3 separate regions of the Mus musculus genome follow, and regions 1 and 3 are each linked to region 2. A link is a contact called in public ChIA-PET and Hi-C data. All regions are on one chromosome and are shown on one strand. The core of a region is the stretch at or near the end of the contact, and the rest is flanking DNA. Distances in the headings are between cores, read along the strand shown. Region 1 overlaps Plxnc1 (plexin C1). Region 2 overlaps Tmcc3 (transmembrane and coiled coil domains 3). Region 3 overlaps Ndufa12 (NADH:ubiquinone oxidoreductase subunit A12).

Evidence for each region. Hi-C and Micro-C count contacts between places; a contact is called where the count stands out from the background. ChIA-PET counts read pairs in DNA pulled down with a chosen protein or histone mark.
Region 1: a contact with region 2 is called in an RNA polymerase II ChIA-PET map of memory CD8 T cells, with 8 read pairs. The contact joins two enhancer-like sites. A contact is called at or near these places in 2 of 115 datasets of contacts at active chromatin or transcription factors (effector CD8 T cells and memory CD8 T cells) and 1 of 9 other capture datasets (adipose tissue).
Region 3: a Hi-C map of cortical neurons shows a contact between it and region 2, with 3 times the contacts expected there. The contact joins two enhancer-like sites. A contact is called at or near these places in 3 of 484 Hi-C or Micro-C datasets (bone marrow-derived macrophages, cortical neurons and hematopoietic stem cells), 4 of 115 datasets of contacts at active chromatin or transcription factors (SST interneurons, neural tube, oligodendrocyte precursor cells and 1 more) and 1 of 9 other capture datasets (adipose tissue).

Annotation. Positions count from the first base shown.
Region 1 is chr10:94,828,107-94,831,943 of GRCm38.p6, reverse strand. Plxnc1 (plexin C1) reads left to right here. Exons shown (of 31, transcript NM_018797.3): 20 at 403-601. Among named protein-coding and RNA genes, the nearest start is that of Plxnc1, 110 kb to the left of the region's middle. Within about 2 kb of position 2,398, at least 232 of the 459 cell types and tissues checked have an H3K27ac peak or open chromatin away from gene starts, as enhancers often do. A contact at or near this core is called in adipose tissue, effector CD8 T cells and memory CD8 T cells, where this site is marked.
Region 2 is chr10:94,543,251-94,547,090 of GRCm38.p6, reverse strand. All of the region lies in intron 1 of Tmcc3 (transmembrane and coiled coil domains 3), which reads right to left. Among named protein-coding and RNA genes, the nearest start is that of Gm40743, 30 kb to the right of the region's middle. Within about 2 kb of position 2,065, at least 300 of the 459 cell types and tissues checked have an H3K27ac peak or open chromatin away from gene starts, as enhancers often do. A contact at or near this core is called in SST interneurons, adipose tissue, bone marrow-derived macrophages and 3 more, where this site is marked.
Region 3 is chr10:94,209,399-94,213,175 of GRCm38.p6, reverse strand. The region is part of intron 3 of Ndufa12 (NADH:ubiquinone oxidoreductase subunit A12); the gene reads right to left. Among named protein-coding and RNA genes, the nearest start is that of Ndufa12, 12 kb to the right of the region's middle. Within about 2 kb of position 2,260, at least 28 of the 459 cell types and tissues checked have an H3K27ac peak or open chromatin away from gene starts, as enhancers often do. A contact at or near this core is called in SST interneurons, bone marrow-derived macrophages and cortical neurons, where this site is marked.

The DNA.
Region 1 (3,837 bases), core at 1,149-3,648, 280 kb before region 2:
AATGACTTGTTTGGTTTGTTTGTTTGTTATTTCATGTACCCAGCAGGCTGGCCTAAAACTCCCTTTGTAGCTGACATGACCTTGAGTTCCCGATTCTCTTGCCTCTCCCTCCATACTGCTGAGATGACAACTGTTTGCCACCACAGCCCATATATGCCCTTCTAGGGATCAAAACCAGCGCCCCATGGACTAGGCAAGCAGTTTACCAACTGAGCTATGTGGGTGCTTACGCCTGGTGGGTAATCTTATGCCATAAGAACTGAACGGATCGGAACCTAAACAACACACAAAAAAATGGCTCCTCAGGAGACAATTCCCCCATTGCCAGCAAGATTTCACGGAAATCAGACAAGTCCTCCTGAGTCCAGGGCTAACGGCTCACCAGGCTCTATTTTTAAACAGGTGTCTCTTCGCCTCCTTCCTAACCATTGCTCTGCAAACCAAACTGGTCTACCTGACCAGCATCCTGGAGGTGCTGACCAGGGACCTGATGGAGCAGTGCAGTAATATGCAACCAAAGCTGATGCTGAGGCGCACGGAGTCTGTGGTGGAGAAGCTCCTGACGAACTGGATGTCTGTCTGTCTCTCCGGTTTCCTCCGGGTAAGTGTCACAGGGCTCTGCAGTGTCAGAGGTAAGACAATAGGCAATTATTTTTAGCCCACACTGGTGTCTTTGTGGAGCTAAGTCCAGAATGCTCTGTGCAGTCAGCGTTTAATTGAACTTGATCGTGGGTCTTCCAGATTGAATGGAAAATAACAATTGTGCGGGTCTTGTTTGTTTATTTTCTTTGTTTGTTGCTGCTGTTAGTAGTCCCTAGGGTACATATAATTCACGTAGGGCTCTCTTGGGTAAGATTCTTATATGCGAGCTCATCTTCTTATCTTAGTTAACACCCTTGATTCTGCTAGCCTATGTAGGAAAACGTCCCGAGACCTGAGACTGTTTAAAACGCTGATGAGCACAAACTGTTCTTGAGTCCTTTAAAACATGTTGGAAATACTCATTACTCACTGGCACACTGGCAGCTAATGACGGTCCCTTCTTCCCAGGTGTTCAGCAGTAAAGCAAATCCCCAAAGAGCCTTCTGTCCTCCGAGTTCACTTTCTTGAAGTGACTATGGCATATGGTTGAATTTCATTGAACCTTCAAATCTTTCAGAGTCCAAACTTTCTATGAGCATTGGAGCCCAGGGCTGGGTCTGGAGTTAAGACGGCTCCATCGCTTCTTGGCATGTTACCTGTGGAGTTAACAAAAGATGAATATCATTGGGCTGTTTTGAAGCCCAGATGAGCAGGAGTACACCATTTGCTCGGCACTGAGTAAGAACCCCATAAATATTGGCCATTATTATAAAATATTAAAATGAAAATCAGGGTGTTTCTGTTGAACATGGTCTTTGTTCATCGCTCTGAGGCCCTGGGATGGAGGGAGGTTCTTATCCATCTTTAACTTCACCAGCCGTCCAGATTCCAGCAAAACGGCATAATTGTGTATTTGCAGCTTGCTTCAAAATCTAATTAAACCCTGAATAAGATACACTGCTATGCCACAGGTTTTAACAGGGCTGCTTAAGCTGAGATCCACAAGCAGCACTTTAAATTAGACTGTGCCTAGTTTAATGTTTAATGCAATCTTAAGAGTAGATACGCAACATTTAAAAAAAATTTTTTTAACTGACTTTTCCCACTCCCAAGGCAATGGCCGTTTATTAAGATTAATGAAATCTGCCTCCTTTTCTGTTTACTTGGTATATATCATCTGCTCTGGGGATGTGTCAAGTGGTTATTTCTGGAGAGAGCTGCCTTTGGGCCTCCCTGAGGCTGGGTGGGTGGCCACTGCTGAACACAGGTGCTAGACCCTCTCCCAGGTTCCCAGGTCTTAATCCTCAGCTGACCCTAAGCCAAAAGCCCTAGAATGGCATCCACCAGTCTCTTCTCTAAAAACTCTGTGGCTAATGTGTACAATGCTCAGAGGAAACAGAAAGCAAACACGCACCCTGAGGTTTTGTTTAAAACCAGTAAGCTTGCTTGCTATCTGCGTCCATTCCCCAGCGCCCCAACCCACCCAGCTGCCTGAGTCCCCCGGGTTAGCGTGTTCACTGTGGACACTGTATCATTTTGTTGCTTGTGTGTTTCTGGCTTGGTGTCCATTCACTGGTAAGTCTACTGGTTTGAAATTCACTCCCAGCTCTTCCCTACCAGGAACTCGCAGGAGCTGCTTTTAGGCATGAAAGGGGAGAAGTGTTCAGAAAAATCTGGGCTCCAAGCCCAAGCGGCCCCCTTGAGCAAAGCATTCTGGGTCAAGATTTCTTCTCTGTGCTGATTCAAGAGTGTGTGGAACACTCGGTGGTGAGGGGGGAGAGCGGCACGGTGCCCAAGAGGAAGTGGCAGCCAGCCAGTCCTGGGCGGGACTTTCACTTTCAGTGGAAGAATCCCTCCAGTTATCAAGGGGCTTGGGGGGCCTCCTCTTGCCCTGCTCATTGATGCTAAGCAGGTAGCAACCTTCAGGTGAGCTCCCTTCCCAGACTCCAAGGCCTGGTAGGGACAGATATGACAGTTGACATCTATTAAGCACTGCTGTTGGCTATACATCAGACATCAGGCCAAGAGCTTGGATTATCTTTTCTCATTTAACCCTTAATGGTCTGCAGAGGTAAGTACATTTATGGCTGTTTTGCCTATGGGGGCTCAAGACAGACAGAATAGATGTGATTCTGTAGGTCCGAGGGTAGCGAGGATGGTGCCAGCCTCTGAATGAGCTGATAGTCAGCTCTGGTCTGTCATCTAAAGAGAGAAGACATGTCCCCCAACAGATGAGACATACAATTCCTTGTGTTAGTTGACGACAAAGAAATCTTGTGGCCTGGTGGTTTCCTAGGCTAGTCAGTGTCTCTAGAAAGGTTTTTCAACCTGCCTCTGCTACCGAAATCTAGGTTGAGTAGGTATCTATGTGGCACAGGGTAGGGGACAGGCACCTAAGTTCTTAGGGAGATCCTTAAAAGATGCTGGAGGTGACTCGATAGGGCTAGAACTGAGGGCCCGAGGGGCAGTGTGAAGCCATATGTCACCAGCTCCATTTGGGGAATGCTGGAAAATCCTAACTAGAGAGCCCTTGAGCCAGTGGCTGTTCCTCTGCCCAGCCCTGGGGGTCCTGGCTGGCCTCTGCGTCAACCAATGTGGCCAACCCAGTCCCCACACAAGGGCCCTTGGTGTGTCTCTGCCATGTGTAAGAAAGGCAGAAGTGAGGTTCTTAGGTTTGTGGTCAGGCCCTTTCCCAAGGGGGTGGACGGAAAGCAGATCTCGGTGAGATAATGAACCATGAAATAAAGGAAGTTTCGTATGAGAACGAAATGTCAGGTACTGGTCCCCCTTGCCCCACCTTGGAAACTTCTGAACATCCCCCTCTCTGTCCCGCATCAGGAAGAGGCTACTCGCTACTGTCCCGCATCAGGAAGAGGCTACTCGCTACTTGGGGAGTTGTCAGCAGAGGGGAGAGAAGCAAAGAGAGGCAGGGAGGAAGTGGACCAGGAGAGGTAGAGGGTGGCAGGAGACCAAGGGAGGGACCTGTGCTTGGAGGAAGTACAAAGGCAGAGACAGGGGTGAGCGGAGAGGTTAGGGGAGGCCCCAAAGGGTTGTCGGTAACCCTCCTGTTCACAGGAAATCAGACAGAGAGCCAGAGGGATGCTCCTTTCGAAGCTGAATTAGTTAGCTCTGCAGATGAACTTGGTAACATGGGGGCTCCAATTGGAGCCATGTAACTACTGTTTCATCTTTACTAAGGCACTCTGGCTTGGGAGGAGCCCTCCCCTTTCCCCCACCAGGCCTAGTGTCCATGGA
Region 2 (3,840 bases), core at 816-3,315:
GGAAGAGCAAAAAGTGCTCTTAACCTCTGAGCCATCTCTCCAGCCCCCGAACATACACTTTTTACATTAAGCTTGCTAGGAAAAAGATGAGCCTTTTTCACAATTGCTTCTTCAGATAATACACTGAGAACCTCACTTACTGATGTCATTTAACCTTTCTTCCACAGGGAACGCAAAACCTAGCCACAAGCAGAGAGCACAGAGGAGACACACATTGAACCCTGTTTGCTTTAGCAGTTAATGATTTAACCAGTAAACTCAGGTTCTCCAGCGATCCAGCCGGCTGCTCTCTAAGGCCCTGGCTCTGGTTGTGTGCACGTCCATTATCTAAGTGACCCCATGTGGTCATCTCCTTTATGCTACACGTGTGCGCCTGAACTTGAAGTTAGTTGTACTCAGGAGGGCTGGTTGGGGTCTGGTTTCTTATAGCTTTAGTTTTAAATCTTCAAAAGAACATGGGTTTTCCTTGTAAAAATGCTTCATATTAAAAAGAATAACCAGGGCTCTGCGTGACGGGGAATCTTTAGGGCTCAGATCCACTCTTTTCAAACAACCTCCCTAGGTAATTCCGATGTCTCTGCCACTGCCTCCTGCCCACTGGAATTAAGTCCTTAGTGAACACTTCTATCTGAGGGGACAACACTGCAGAGAGCCAAGAGTCTAGGAACGAATGTGTAAGTGTTCAGAGCTACCCTGCCCCGGGATGTGAGCCACTGAGAACGAACAAACCCAACTGGCCTCTCATCACTTCGGCCCCTTCTGGTTCCTTAGAGATGTGGGGGGCAGGCAGGGAAGACAGCTATGTTTGAGCCGAGAAGGGAGCTGGGAAAGTGGGGCCCTGTTTTTGAGCCTGGCCACCATTGCCTAATCCTGATCAATGGGAATCTATACCCGACAGCTTCCCTTCTCCCTCCAGTTTTGATTCCAACTAGTTTGCCATCAGTGAGCCAGGTAAGCGGTATTTCCAGAACAACTACTCATGAGATCACCTGGGGCCTCTAACCCTCCTTGCCCCACCCGAGACAGTGAATCAGAATTTCTAGGAGGTTCCGTGTCCTGGGCTGGAGCCCAGGCTGTAATATTATACACAGGGAAGTCTGAGAAGCATCTGTTCAGGTCGAGCTCATTGTGAAGAACGGAACCAGGGCTGACTGAGTGACATAATTTCCCCAAGGTCTGATTAACTATGGCTCGGGGGCCCAGAACGTGGTGAGCTCATTCTTTGCTCACAGACCAATACTGCCTGCTATGTTTAATCATCAGAGTCCAAGTATCTGCGAAGTTTCTGATTCACCGTGAGGCAGCTGTGGGTACGTGACTAACAAAGTCTGAGTTCCGGATGCAGGTCAGAACGTGCCACCCACCGGCTTAGAGGATGACAGACAGGGTGACCTGTCTGATTTGACCGGCCCCTCGGTTTCTTTCACTTTCAGTATCAGAATGAGGGGAAAGGCCTGACTGATTACCCTTGAGAAAGAAAGCAACAAGAAGGCAGGAGCGCAGGCTGATTCAACCACCTCACCGTTGTTTCCTCAGCTCCTGTTAGCACTTTGAGCCAAACAGCTCTGGTCCTGGCAACTGCCAGCCTCTTGTGGTCGTGGTCGGGAGAGAAAGGATGGCAAGCCCTGCTACAGACGCTCCGCTTGTAGACCAGAATCAGCTTTTCTAACTGAGAAACAAGGAGGAGAAGCACTCTGCTCCGCCCCACCCTCCCAGGACCCAGCTTGGAAAGCTCAGAGCAAGCTTTGACTCAGGGAAAGCTCGAGCTGGTTATAATTGCCTCTAATTGGCCCTCCCACACCATCGCACAGTTTACAGCTGTAATGAGTTCCAAAAAGGGATGCCATATATTCTCCTCCTACCTTAAAAACCAGAATCCTTTCCTGCCTAGGTTCTTCACATAACTGCTTGGATTTTTCCTAATACATCAAAAGATATTAAAAGCAAGATCAGTGAATGAATGAAAAGCAAACATGTAAATGTGTTTTCAAAGAGAGAGCCCTGAACCCTGTGACCTCAGGGGCAACGCTGTGGGCCTCATATTGCTAACGGAGACCAAGGACAGCGAACGAGAAACCGATTGCATTCCAGGGCACACGGCCCTCAGAACACATGCATCTCTTCGGACATCTCCCATGTTCTGATTTTTATCTTTCTTGGCATGCTCGGGCTCTCTTTTAATAAAGTCACAACCTCTGTTGCCATGGAACCCAATCAGACATGAAGCCTGTTACTAGGACTTCCCTGCAGGGCAAGAAAAAAAAAACAAAAAAAACAAAAAACAAACAAAAAAAAAACCCAAAAGACTCCAGTGACAAAAAGACCAACATTTTCTTAAAAATCAAAAACCAAAAAAACCCAAAAATCAAAAATCAAAGCAATGAGCCTTTGGAAAGCGTCTGACACCTTTGTGTCGACTAACACTTAAGTTTCACATAGGATAGTTTGAACTCTTAAGCCAAAGCGTGTCAACATTTTATTCACACAAAAAAAAATTAAGCTGGGACTTTACAAAGATATTTGTTTCCAAATAAATACCTGGCAAAGAGGATAAAACTACAGGATTCTCCCATTTTCCCCGCTTTTAGGTGAGCTTGCTCAAGACTGAATAGCTGTTTGGCAAACACGTGTCAGTCAGCAGCTACCAAATTGCAGTATCCATTTCTACCAGCACTAAGGTTTTTTTTTGCCAAGAGCTCGTTATTTCTCTGCAAAGAGAAGATATCTAAACAACACAATGAATCCTCTGCTCTGCCATTATCTGGGAAAAAAAATATATCTGATGCTAACAACAAAGCTATATATGGAAAGGGAGTTAACGTCAGCTGAGTGTCTGTCCTGAGCCCGGCACTTCGCATCTCACCGTGTGACTGACGGAGTTACTACCACCAAGGTTCCGACAGCCTTGAGTAGCTTGATCAAGCTGCCACGCGACAACTGTGCCTGACTCCCAAAGCTAGAGTTATTCATTCATTCTGCCTAGCTTTTATTCTGGCTCTGGGTGCCAAGCATTTGTTCAGCCACTTGTTCTTGATGAGGGAATTCACAGCTTTGGGCAGCCTGTCTCAGAAGAGGGCATGGATTCTATTTTGGCTTCCAGCTGGCTACAGTGGTAAGATGTTCATATTCTACTATCATACTCACGAAGCAGCAGCTACCCCATGGGAGAACCATGAGTGAATGTCCTGTCCGTTTGCCTAGGATGACACAGGATGTGCATCTGTACTGGACTGTTAATTAAGTTAAGGATATTTTACCTAGTAGCGTGTATAGGGACAACTTTCATGGAAAGAAAAATTTTCTCAGCACAAAATTGCCATGAGATACTACTCAGCAGACAGAAAGAGACAGGGAGCGGTGGGGAGGAGATGGGACACCTACAACCTACGTACACTGGCAGGGATGCTCATGACCAACCACTGGAAAACCCTGACATTCCTCAAAGGGTTAACATAGCATCCCTGTGACACCTAGCAATTCTGCTCATAGTTGTCCCACACGAATACCCAACTTGTAAGACCACCTAACCCTAAGTGGGCTGCCTTGCCTTTTGGAATCTCCATAAAAGCTGGACTTGAACGCAGACCCAAAGTCTAAGCTGCATCCATCCCTCTTCCTCCTCCTCCTCCTCCTCCTCCTCCTCCTCCTCCTCCCTCTCAAGGATCCAAGATTATTTAAGTTTTTTGTTTTTACATTTGTTGATTTGTGTGTGTGCGTGCATATATATGTGTGCACATGTGGGTATGTTCTGCACAGCACCTATGTGGAGGTCCCAGGACAATTTGCAAGAGTCAAGTTCTCTTCTTCCACTTCTGGGTTCTGGGACTAGAACTCAGGTCA
Region 3 (3,777 bases), core at 1,011-3,510, 330 kb after region 2:
AAAAGAACACAGGCCCAGCATGCGATTGCAGAAAAAGAAAAGAGGGGACTGGGGTAGAGCTCCGTGAGTGCTTGTCTCTCACACACAAGCTCCCAGGTTTGATTCTGAAAATTCAATCAAAATAATGAGCAAAACCTCCAAATATAACACAAAAGCACAGTAGTGGAACAAGAGTGAAGCTGACTAATCCCCAGTGGGACAGTCCTGGACTGGCACACACAGGCCCTAAATCCAATCCTCAGCACAGGAAATAACCAAAACCCAAAACCAACCACTAATACCCCACTAGGCAGGCAGCGGCAGCTGTCAAGAATGTAACCAGACCATTTCGGCTGTTGTTACCTGTGGCTTGGATTTGAGTAGAAGTCTCTGGTAGCAGTTTGCCATGTTTAAAGAGAAGCAGCAGGGCTGCAGAGAAGGCTCAGCTGGTGAGGCCTTGCCAGAAAGCCTGAGGCCCAAGTGGGATCTTAAAATGCACATAAAGATGGAAGGAGAGAACCAACTTCACCAGTTTGTTCTCTGGTCCCATATAGTCCTTGTAACACTCACCCAGCCCCTACCTCACAGCACCCCACTGTATACAAATAATAATGAACCCAATTTTAAAAAGAGAGCAGGGGAGGGGGTACAAAACGGTGGGTGGACATGTTATCAATGACACAAGTATGAAAACAGAACAGTTAATGATGAGGGCGACACATTAATAATAGTTTAAAAGGAAGCAAGGCAGGAAAAAGTAGTTGGCAGATCTTAGATGAGTTGAAATGACCCTTAAGTTCTGGCTTGAGTAATAAGAACTGCCTATGTGATCCGAACAGTGACTTGACACACGATTCCCTGGGCATTTGAAGGATTGGGGAAAATTAAATATATTAAATTTATAGATGTAACCTAACTAAAATGCTTAAAATAATGTAATGAACTAAATTTGTAAATAGATATAACTGTTTAGGAGAATTTAATCCTTTCCATTAGAGTTTATCAAACATTCATCAAGGAACAAAAGAAAATGATTATTCTTTATTTTTATGCAGAAAGTATTCAATTTACTAATCTTGTTATTCTGCTTATGAGCTAAGCCTCGAGGCTTAAGAAGAACTACAGTTTAAGATTTACAGCTGCAATAAATGGGATGTTAATTTTAAATACAAATTGCCATTGTACAACAGCCCCCAGCTAGGGGAACACTGACTAACAGGCAGAATGTTGCTGAGACGCAGGAAGTGTCTGTGAATGGGGGAGGAAACCACAAATCACTTGCATATGTCACAAATACAAATGCTTATTATTTATAACCACAAATGTTCTTCTACAGAGGATGTGACAGTAAACTAACATCTCTTCTCTCCACTGGGATTCTTAGGGGACAGAGGTAGCAGCTACACAGGAGGCTGAAGCAGGAGGATCCCATGAACCTACCAGTTCAGATCCAAACTAGGCAACACAACATGATCTCATCTCTCAAAAAGAACATATTCCTTTTCTAAAAAAGCCGACCTATATCCGTGGACCAGGTGAGGGGAATCCTAAGGGTGTCCGTTCAAAAGCCAAGGAATTCAGAGTGTATTTCTGGTTGCACTGTGTGCCTCTGGATTACCAAGGTTTCTCTAACAGTCACACCTCACAATCAGGCTTTGCTTTGTTTTGTGTCTTTGTGGAGTTCCAGAATGAAGCCAGGGCTCTGTGCAGGGAACACGAATGCTCTACCCCGAGCCACCCACCACTATTTACATCTCCTTCTCCCAGCCCGCCCACCTGTCTGACTATCTTTATGTCTTCTATAATCCCCACCTCCCTGGTACAAGGCACTCTGCAGCCCAGGCTGGTGGTATTTAGTCCAGGCCAGCCTTTAACTCCTGATTCTTCTTCTTTTTCCACTTCCCTACTACTGAGCATACAGACATGGACCACCACACCCACTGCATCTTTTCTATGTCTGTGAACAGCCTCACTCAGTGCTTTGATCCAATGAAGCACTCTTGACTTTCCTCTGCCTACCCCACCTCCTCCACACAAACCTGTCTATGGCTTTGTTCTTTAACAACAATAAAAACAAAAAAACTAGAAGACAGGCCAACAGGAGGGAAGAAGGGTGGGTGAGAGCGGGAGGAAGGGAGGGAGGGAGGGAGAAAGGGAGGGAGGGAGAGAGAGAGAGAGAAGGGAAGGGAGAGAGAGCGAGAAAGAGAGAGAGAGATTGATTTCAGTATACAAGGAGACATGAGTGCTCTACACTGAGGAAAAAGACATGTTAGCTATAAGTGAACAGAAGGTGCCACCAAGTGGAGGCATGGCATATATGCTGCAGAGAAAAATCCAAGCAAGCCATTAAACTACAATTTTTAAGCAAGTCAGGGTTCCAACACGTCAAATCAAAAACAGTAAATCTACTTCTACTGATACAAGAGACAACAATGACTTTATCCTACTTGCATGAAATAACCCAGCAGTCCACTTCTCCACACTCAGTAATACTCCAACCCTGCCAAGTTTTACGTAGCTACTCATGATTCATTTGGTCTTTATGTCAGCAACTCTATGCTCAGGCTAAGAGCTAGGGAATGATGGGTAATTTAACGATAAAAGTGAGGAGAGATAAAAGTGGTATAAAATATGTAGCATTTACTTAAGTAATACTTTGAGATTATTCTATATAAGCATTTAAACTAATACAAATACTAAGACATTTTAATCTTAGTAAAGAATTGTAGAATTGTATGACTCTGCCAGGTTGTACTCATCAGGTGCTGTAAACTCCTGGAGGGCACGTGTGCTTCCCTTCTCACAGGGACACAGCGCCAGTGCCTGACGTGCAGTAGGCCTCAGATGAATAGCAGTTGAAAGTCTTTGAGCAGAGTACTGTGCGGGGTAACAGACAGTAACATTTTCCTTTCAAGGCCCATGCAGCCCAGTGTCCTTCCAAGACATCCGCCACACTGGCACACACATCCCTTCTGCAGGTCCACGGGTGGACCGAGTGGCCATAACGGCGACTGGCAGACTGAAAGGAACAAAGCAAAGACAGGATCCATAAAGTGAACTTGCCACCCCACAAGATTAGGGAAGAGTAAGGGAAACTGACAAGATGACTAAAGATCTCTGATTCTATCAAAATTTACTAATGCCTCGGAAGAAAACCTGTCCCCAGGTGACATTACTCAGCTGCTGAGCAAGCTGCAAGACTGTCACAGGCCTTAGTGGCAGCTGCTGACTCAGAGCGGAGGACAGAGCCACCACCTGCAGCTGGGCAGCCTCACAGGTTCCTCACTGCGAGCTCTGCAGTCGGTCATGCAGCTGACAGCTCACTCAGCCATCCAGGAGCTGGGCTCCCTTACTCCCCAGACGACACAGCACACACTCAAGGGAGATGAGTGTCGTATCCAGCAGGTGCAGGAGCTGGCCTGTGATTAAAAGCTTCTTGCTCCTCGACAGCCAACATCTCTACAGACATAGGCTCAGTGCCAGAACTCCCATTCCCACAGGGAACACACACTATTCCCAAGCACACCTGAAGAGCAGGCATTTATGATTCCCCCCCAAGTCATATGCAACTTACCAATCGGAACTCAATTCCTAACAGTCCAGACAGAATATTCTTACCTGGTCTCCAGAGCAGCAAGCAAGGTGTGGCACGGAAGGTCGTCTTCTTTTAAATTACACAGTACACTAGCTAAAATTAAAATCCCAGGGAATTCCTGTGTCTAGCATCAATTTCTATCCTGACTGCCGATGAGTGCTCTCAGCTGTCACTCTCCAGACCCAACTGTGTCTACAAAAGAG